Regions from separate parts of the Arachis hypogaea genome. Here region 2 is linked to region 1. The links are chromatin contacts, called in public Hi-C maps. All regions are on one chromosome and are shown on one strand. The core of a region is the stretch at or near the end of the contact, and the rest is flanking DNA. Distances in the headings are between cores, read along the strand shown. Region 1 holds the start of LOC112715379. Region 2 holds the start of LOC112715381 (putative serine/threonine-protein kinase-like protein CCR3).

Evidence for each region. Hi-C and Micro-C count contacts between places; a contact is called where the count stands out from the background.
Region 2: a Hi-C map of leaf shows a contact between it and region 1, with 5 times the contacts expected there. The contact joins the promoter of LOC112715381 here to the promoter of LOC112715379 in region 1. A contact is called at or near these places in 2 of 8 Hi-C or Micro-C datasets (leaf and an unstated tissue).

What each region holds. Positions count from the first base shown.
Region 1 is chr10:23,264,087-23,269,092 of arahy.Tifrunner.gnm2.J5K5, reverse strand. It overlaps LOC112715379, which reads left to right and starts at 2,604. Exons shown (of 3, transcript XR_011866517.1): 1 at 2,604-3,495; 2 at 4,834-5,006.
Region 2 is chr10:23,484,772-23,489,777 of arahy.Tifrunner.gnm2.J5K5, reverse strand. LOC112715381 (putative serine/threonine-protein kinase-like protein CCR3) reads right to left here and starts at 2,351. Exons shown (of 1, transcript XM_025767134.3): 1 at 1-2,351. The coding sequence starts at 2,036.

The DNA.
Region 1 (5,006 bases), core at 1,355-3,854:
TATTCTGATTTTTATAATTATGTATTTTGATTTTTATGCATTTATGATATGATTTATATTAATTTTATATCCTCATTAATTTTAATTTTATTGATATGTGTTTTCAAATTACTTCATGGCTAGTAATGCTAGAGAAGACACACAAAGCAACAGTGTTGCTCCTAATGATAATGAAATTGAAGTTCTAAGTAATGCTAATCCAACTTCAAAACCTCCACAAGTAACGGATAATGTCTCAACTCCAGAAGGATTAACTCCTAATAAAGATGACAATAAGACTCATGTTAAGAGTGCTTATTGGGAGTATTTTGATCGTTTGAAAATTGAAGGTGAATGGAAGGCGAAATGCAAGTTTTGCAAGAGTGTGCTTAGTACAAATCCAAGAAACCAAGTCATTGAGAAACCATGTGGATCGATATTGTAAGAGAATAAAAGTGGTAAACTCTAGGCAATCATCAATTGTTGAATCATTGTCAAAACAATCACAAAAACAAAAAGTGAACGAATATAGATTTGTGTTTGATCCTTCATTTACAAGAAAATGTGTTGCTGAAATGATCATTTTGCATGAGTATCCTATGAGTTGTGTGGACAACCATGGATTGAGGCGAGCTTTTGCTTCAATGCAACCAACATTTAAAATTCCTAGTCGAAACACTGTCAGAAAAGACATCTTGAAGATATATGGGGACGAGAAGCGGAAGTTAACTCTTTAACTAGATGAAAATGATAGTAGAGTTGCAATAACTAGTGACATGTGGACTTCCAACCAAGAAAAAGGATACATGATTGTCACGGCTCACTATATTGATAGTTCGTGGAAGTTGCATATACGCCTATTGAGGTATTTTCAAAATTTTATAAACTTTTATACACTGTGTTGTTTTCACATGTTGAGTTTTGTTAATCTAAAAATGCATGCATGTTTGTTAATCTTTTCACCTTTTGTTATGTTCCTTGTCCCCATATAAGTGAAGTTCTCACTGAAACATTGATGAAAATTTTGTTAGAATGGAACATTGATAGAAAATTGTTAACTGTTACATTGGATAACTGTTCTACTAATGATGCTATGATAGATGGACTGTTGGAGCGTTAAAATTCTTCATTCTTGATGTTGGGGGTAAATTGTTACATATGCGTTGTTGTGCTCATATATTGAATTTGATTGTAAAGGATGGCTTAAGTATTGTTAAGGAAAGTATAGAAAAGATTCATAGTAGTGTATTGTATTAAACTGCAACATAGAAAAGGAACGAAACTTTTGTGAGTTGGTGTGCTAAAACAGCGATCTCATTTACTAGAAAATTAGTTCTTAATTGCCCAACTAGATGGAACTCAACTTATTTGATGTTAGAAACTACTTTGTTGTATAAAGCAGTCTTTTCTAGGTTAAGGCATAAGAAACCCCAATATAAAACTGTGCCAAGTAATGAGGAGTGGAAACTTGCGAAGAAAATATGTGATAGATTGAAGTTGTTTTATGATGTTACTCAACTGTTTTCTGGGTCTAAATTTTCGACTGCTAATCTTTATTTTACTCTGGTTTGTAAAATAAAAGTGTCATTGAATGAATGAGAAATTTCTACTAATCCGTTAATTGCTAATATGACATTTAACATGAAAAAGAAATTTGAAAATTAATGGGGTAAAATTCATAGCATTATGGGTGTTGCTGCTGTTTTAAACCCTAGGTACAAGATGGTTGGGGTTGAGTTTCAATTTAAAAAAATGTATCCAAATCCAAGAGAATACTACAAGCAAGTTGATAGAATTCATCAGTTGTGTAATGAGTTGGTTAATGAATACACTCACAAAATGAGTTCTGATGTGTCACATATCGGTGTCGATGTTGGTACAAAAGAAGTTAATGAAAGTGGAAATGCAAGTTTATTTGGGGGTGATGATTATATGGTGTATCTTAAAAGAAGAAAAATGACAAGGAGTTCATATGTGAATGTTGAGTTTGATCATTATCTTGAGGAGGAGATTCATCCTTCAAATGATCCTAACTTTAATGTTTTGAAATAGTGGAAGAACAATCAGATGAAATTTAAAGTTCTTGCAGAAATAGCTAAGAATATATATGCTATTCCGGTGTCCACTATTGTCTCTGAATCTGCTTTTAATACAAGTGGTCGTGTAATTTCTCATCATCGTGCAAAGCTCAAACAAAACATAATTGAAGTTTTGATGTGTGGCCAAAGTTAGTTGTGGGCACTTTTCGAAAGTAAAGATGATATATTGTTTAATCATTATTTATGTTAATTTTTTACATAGTACCAAATAATTTGTTAATTGTTATCTCTTTTAATTTTCAGGTTTAAATTTTGATTTGCAAACTTTTAATGATGATGAAGATGTTAAAAGTGATTAAGAATAAAAGTTGAGAATTCCTTTATATTTAATATTGTAATTTTTTTTATTATGATGTTAAATTTGTAGTGATCTAATACTTTTTTTTAATTTCAAGTTATTTGAATTAATGACATTATATGAATTTTATATTTATATTTTAATTTATTTATAAATTTTAAATTTTTATCTTAATTTATATATAAATATATAAAAATTAAAATATTTAATTTTTATAGAGATAGAACGAATCCCCACAATTCGAATTCTATAATTTACTATTTGCAAATAATGATAGGGCGAGGAGTATATCAGTATTAGGATGGCGGAACGAAATCGAGTAGGATGGGGTCGGGTAGGACAAAAATCCACACCTACTGCCACCCCTAACGACGGTTGCCATTTCCCTTTCCGTGCGTACGGATGTGTGTTGGTGCGTACGCACTCTCTTACAAAATTGAACCCCCTGAACCCTAGCCTATCTTCTTCTCCTTTCTTCTTCTCTGAGCCAACCAACGTCCATCATCTTCTCCACCATCATCACCAGCCCTTTCCCGTCTGTCACCCACAACCGATACAGAGCCACCACGTCTCTCTCTCTTTCTTATTCTTCCCCTCGCCTCACCTCCGCCGAGCCCAGAACCCACCGTACCACCACAACGCCGCCGGAGCCCCATCTTCTGCCGAACCAGCCTCCACCCACCATCATAAAACCACTGGAGCCCTCTTCCCCCTGCCCGAACCCTGGCTCCGCCAACCACCACCGCGAACCACCGTAGCCTCCACCATCGACGAGCCACGGCGACCCAACTCTCCTCTCCTTTCTCCGCGAGCCCAGAGCCACCAGCTCCTCCTCGCCGTCGTCCACAATCACCTTCGCGCTAACCCAGAGCCCACCGTCCGCACCAGCAGCTTCCTCTTCTCCTTCCCAGCGCGTCTCAAAGCCTTCCCTGTCTCTGCTTCCGGTGCCAAAACTGCCACACTCCAGCCCTGTTCTCCAGTTTCCGGCCAGCAATCCGCCAACGCCAGCACCATCCTGAAGCTGCCGTGCTCAACACCACCCAGTGACGCTGCTTGTCACTGCTGCTCCAACTCCTGTTTCCCCTGTTTCTTTGTTTTTCTTTTCTGTTCTTCAAACAGGTTTTAATTCAACTTCCCTTTGAATTCTTATCTGTTTTACTTAAGTTAGGATTAGTATATGTTAATTTTTATTTGGTAATTGAATTGGTTAAGATTATTTGCTGCTGTTAGGTTGCTTTAGTGTAGAATTAGGGTTAGTTCACAGACAATTAATCATGCTATTATGTTTCTTGAGTTCGAATTTCATTTGTTTGGAATGGATTGACTGAATTGCTGCTGAATTACTCAGATATATTGCGGATTCTTGTAATTTGATGCTGATTTTGTGAATGGAGGTTGAATGAATACTTGGTTGTGATAATTGATTTGTTTAATGCCTTTGCATGCCAAGTATTCGACAATATGCCTCAAAGAGCTTTTCTTAAAAACTTATGAGGCAATCTTTGGAAATCAATATTTGTTACACATGTTTATTGTTCTTATGCATTGGTAATGAATTTGATTTGTTCTAATTGACCAAATTGTTAAATTTTTGAATGATTGAGGCATTTATCTAATGGTACAAGATTAATTAAACTGGTCCTATTTAATCCAATTATATTAACTTTGTGCGTTTCATTGGATTTGGGTTATATTAGGAATGAAACTGAATTTTTAAATTGAATCTTGTGTTATTAGTTAAATGAATTACATTGGTGTTTGAACTTGTTCCTCTTACGTTGCTTGAGCACTGTTCTTGTTTAGTTCATACACCGTTGTTTGTGAATATGCCTCTATGATTATTTTGGATTTTAAATTGCATGTTGTAGCTACCATGTGATTTAGAATGTTTGATTTTGCTTGGCATGATTCATTAAGCTTCATTGTGTAAAGGATTGTAATGCGATGAAAAGTATTTGTTGATGGAGTTTTGAGTGTTTATGTTGTGTGTAAATGCCAAGTTGGCTTCTTTGAAAGTTAAAAAAAAATTGAATTTCAATCACAACATCACACATTTTAAAGCATTTCTTTTGTACAATCCATCACATTGCATCAATTCTTGAATTGCCTAAGTGATTATTGAGCTTCTTGTTGCTTGTTTACTAATTAGTAGCTTGCAATTATTTTGAAATCACTTTAGGCACACTAATTGAGTGTAATTTGAACCTTGATTGAAGTAATGTGACAGAGTGCTTTCAGTTCTCCAATGTGTGAATTTTAAACTGCCGGTAAACTTAGAATTCACACATTGCTTTCTTCATGTCACAAACACATCAATTTAACTCATTGTAGTGTATTCAACCTCACTCTCCTTGTTTGAATTAATTCTTGATTTAAGTATTGCTTTGCTTTGTTTTACTCATCTTGCTTGCATCACTTGTAGTTATATTTTAATATATTCTCTTTTACATTTTTCAGGATGAGTCATCGTAAAAATAAAAAAAAGGAGATGGACATGGATGCGGAGGATACCCTGAATAAACTTTCTATATTTGTTTTGATTAATGCTGCTGTTTGGAAATGTTGCTGTTTCATTGATTTTTTTTCTGTTTGTTGCTGGTGATTTGCCCGTGCTTATTTGGCTTGGTTGA
Region 2 (5,006 bases), core at 1,102-3,601, 220 kb before region 1:
CCAACCGTTCCAGCTGCCTTCATCGGCCGATGATCACGGTCTGGCTCTGGACTCATCAAAGACAATCCAAAATCGGATACCCTAGCAGTCCAATTTGCATCGAGGAGGATGTTGGAAGACTTGATATCTCTATGGATTATGGATGGAACCGCATAATTGTGGAGATATTCTATCCCCCGAGAGGCGTCCAAGGCGATTTTGATCCTCATTTTCCACGAATTCAAGACACTGCTACTCTTCTCCACATTGTTCTTGGCGTGCAAATGATCATACAATGCACCATTCTTCATGTAATCATAAACCAAGAGCCTCTCCTCTTTCTCCTCACAGAAACCAACTAGCCTAACCAAGTGCTTGTGGTGTAGCCGCGACAAAAAGGACAATTCGGACTGAAACGCGCTTTCTTTCTCTTGAAACTTCTTCAATTTAGAGCCAGTTTCGCCCCTCTTGATCGCCACCTCACGGCCGTCCACAAGCTTTCCCCTGTACACAACTCCAAAGCTTCCAGCCCCAATCTTGTTCTCAGGCGAGAAATTGTCCGTTGCAGCTATTAGCTCGGCCAAGGCGAATTCCTCAGCCCTATCAGGGTGTTTTGTGGATGAGGTGCCACTCCTCTGGCGGCGCATTATCCTCGAACCTTGTCGCATAATCGTGGAAGTCCTCGAAAGAGGCCTGCTATTGTTCCTACTATTGTTGGAAACACCACTTGAAGTACTACTACCTCTTGTGATTGTTGGCTGCACAGAATTGTGCACTTTCTTCTTCCCAAAACAAACACCATTCCACAAACAATAAACAATTGTGCAAATTCCAGCAACAGCACCAACTGATCCAACAATAGCAAATGCCAATAAACCCCTAGTCAATGTCCTCGACCGCGACCTCTGCCGAGGAGCAGGCCCCGGCGGCAGCGAAGATGGAACCGTTGCCGCTGGTGGAGCTTGAATTGGAGACCAACAAGGCTTGCAAATGTTGCTATCAGAATCGGAACACAGAGATTGAGAATCAGGATATGGACCACAATTATCACAAGAGGATTGAACACAAGGACCCGGAAGAACACTAGGCAATGGAAGTTCAAATCTTGAACCATTATTATTAGGCCAACCAGGACCCCAACAAAGAACACTAAGATTACGTGTCACTAATCCACAAGTGAAGTTAGACCCAGAAACAATTACCTCGAAGGAAACACCTTTTGTTACTTCCGATGTGAAATTACCATCACCACCCCAACAAACAACGCTTCCAGTTCCATTCAACCTTCTCAAAGCACATCCATGGCTAGCACCAAGTGCTAATTCACCAAATTCCCAAGCTTCATTTTTTGGAACATCAAGTTGCCCAAAATTGTCGTTGTCCCCTATGCAAACCAGAAATCCAGTTGAATTCAACCCACAAACGTGTGAACCACCAGCGACAATGCTCCACATAGACATGTTCTTAAACCCATTTTCAATCACTCTTGAAATTACCGTTTCACCCCAACATCGAACTTGAGAACTGTTCTTCAGAATCCCGCAAGAGAATCCTGACCCAGATGAGATTGAAGAGAATTGAAGAGACCTAGATGGGGACTTGAACGTTTTGCTGGTTCTCCAGCACGTAACGGTTCCGGCGCCGACCACGGTGGCGCAAACGTGGGTTTCTCCGACGGCGAGATTCTCCAATAGAACAGTGTCGTTGTTGTAGAGTCTCTTTGGTGTGAAGGTTCCGTTGGTGGTGGTGATGGTGTTCCAACAGAGCAAGGTGCGGTTGCCGGACCTGAGGCCGCAGAAGAAGGTGGCGCCGCCGGAGACGGTGGAGAATGAGATGTTAGGGGGAACGGCGGGGACAAGCTGACTACCGAGGCGGGAGCACTCAATGCGTTGGGTGGATTCCCCCGCGACGACGCCGCAGACGGTGTCGGAGGCGTCGGTGACGGCAAGGGTAGCGCCGGAGCCGAGAGCATGGGAAGTGGGGATCAGTAGAGAGAGCGTGAATATCACCGCGGCGGAGAGACGAAGGATTTCGGAGGAGGAAAGTGGTGTCATCATCTAAAAGAACGGATTTTTAAGTGAGAGGTGGCGGCGGCGGCGGCGGTGGTTGGCGGCGGTTTCAGGTGCCTCATTTGCAGGTGGTGTTTTCTGAAAGAAAGAAAGAAACGAATTGAAGTTGTGATGTCTTTTTTTTTCCTTCTCTCTTTGGGGCTGTGGAAGAAAAGGAATGAGGAAAAGAGAATGTGAGAAGAAAAAAGAGTTTTAAATGTTTGTTAGTTGTGGAATGTTGAATTTAGAGAGAGAGAGAGAAGTGAAGGTGGCTTTTCAGCCTCTCTAATCTCTGATCAAAGCTGCTTACTGTTTGCCTTTATAAGACTTGTTTGCTTCTCCTTTATACACAAAGACAACTTTTCTTTTTCTGTTATTATTTACTACTTATTTAGCTATCTCTTTCTATTTTTCTCAACTGTTCTCCATTTTCTACTCACACTCTTTATTTTCACTCATTTTTTTTTTAATTGTGACCATTTTAAATCAACCTCGATTAAATTTTGGCTAATTTTTTGAAATCGATGAAAATTGTATATTATCTATTAGAATAGTTAGCTTGCGTATTTTTTTAATATGAAGTATAATTTTTTAATTATAATTAATAAATCAAGTCATCAGACTTGAGTGATAATAAAATTTGTAAAATAAAGGTGAATTTTAAAATTTTAGAATATATAAATGAAGAGATCAAATTTCATAAAATATAATTTTTAAAATTTTTTGAATTACAAATTAAATAATTAGATTATTAATATATAAATATCGATTTTACATATAATCAAATAAATCGAACCTTCAGATTTATTTATAGTATATGTAAAAAAATATATTCAATGTCTAATTTTTTTTAAAATTATTATTGGCCAATAAATTATTGTATGTACAAGACGAGATTTAAACTTCTAACATTTATTTAAGTTGGCTAATAAATTAACCACTAGACCAATTCAACTTCGTTTAACTTTCTATGGCCTTGCCCATCACATTTTGCTTCCTAATATATTAATTAATTTCTGTAAATATTTTTGTGAATTATAATTTTTAAATTATTTTTATTAGTTCCTCTACTTCTTATTCTCATGTTCTTTCTACTATCACACTTATTAAATTTTTTACATCGTACTTTTTTCCTTCCGTTTCATTTTTTTATTTAATTTTGGGAGTTCATAAATTTACACTTTCAGAGAAAATTGGAAATTTGGAATTACGTAATTTTATGAGGATTTTTAATTTATTTTTTAAATTGTACCACAAATTTGTGTGATTTCAAATTTAAAATACAATCATAATTCTTTGTGAATTTTAGAATCTCATAAATGAGTTAAAAATAACATATATTTACAAAAAAAGTTAAATAAGGATGAACGAAATTATTATTAAAAAATTTTAAAAACTAATTTTTTTAATAGATTAAGAATTTAGAAAATCAATTTGATTAATTGAGGAGACATTTTTATCATCCTTGACCAACTTCTTCAAATCTCAATTTTTATAATACTTCGTGTTTCATGGATGATTGTAATCATTTAGCTGCTTAAGATAAGAGAGTAAACAAGTTTTATATTCAGAGACGATGAAAATATATAGCAGATGAATAGCAAGTGAAATTTTGATTTAATTTTTAAAATTTTTGATATTACAATTTTAAATTAATTAATTAATAATAAAATTTATATTAAATTGAACAATTTTATAATTTAAATCTAAATACAATTTTACATTTTATATACTTAATTTATTTTTTTAATTTTACGTAAATTCTCGGTTTTTTCTAACTTGGTCAACACCATACCATTTAATTTTGTTGACTAGTAGATAGATAACATACTCAAACTCATGTACACCTTCAATTCAATCATCCATTACAACCGAAGGATTTTTATTTTTATGTATTACCTTTATCGATAAATTTATATTGATATTCGTTATGTATTTTTAAAAAAGATTGACTTTTCCGTCATTTAGAAAAATAAATACTTTTATGTAAAGGTGACTGATAATTATTAGTACAAATTTTTTAAAGTTAACATTATTCAATCAAACAAGAAAAGGGGAAAATAGTTTATTTTTGAAAGAATAATTATGAGAGTCAATCACACACTTAAATGAATATCAATCTAAATCAACAATACATACAAAATTGAGCTAACGATTATATTAAAATTATTTCAAAAGATTACATTTGAGTTATTTTGGTCTACAAATATTTCATAATTAACTTCCAAAAAATGCAATAGTAAATTAAGTTGGTTCCTTTTCAATAAAATAGTAACATATCATAAAATAATTTATATCACGTATTATTATCTAATTGACAGAATAAATAATTATTTGACTTAAAAAAATTATATTTTAATAAACTAATTTAAAGTGTCTAGCTAATTTTTCAATAACCAATTGATGCAAAATTGATCTTTTAAAGGACTAGACTAATAGCTTATATATATAAAATTAAACTTAACAAAACAACGTAGTTTATAAGCACTACTAAATCAAAGTGTTTTCACTTTTAACCTAGCATCCAAATTTAGCCCTTTTTTACTTTTAAATTTTAAATTTTATAAGCACTGGGGCATGAGAATGAACCAAACACGGCCTTATGAGCATAAAGAGAATGGATAAAGAAAAAGGACTTCGAGGAAGGAAGAGAATCATAGTTCATAAAGTCGTAAGTTTCACCAAACGATGTACCCGCTACCGTCCACATCCCTGTGTACAATAAAATAAGGGAGTCATTAAAAAAAAATTTGTTTAAAACGTTTTTTTTTATAAGATATGTTTTAATAATTAAAATTTAATATATATATATATATATATTAAATTGTATTATATTTTATTAAAATTAAATTAGATAAATTAATTTAATTAAAAAATAAGTGAATCAAATTTTAAATTAATATAAATTAATATTTTTGGTAAAAAATTATTATAATATTTTTATTATAGAAAATGTCTAATATATATATATTGAATCTT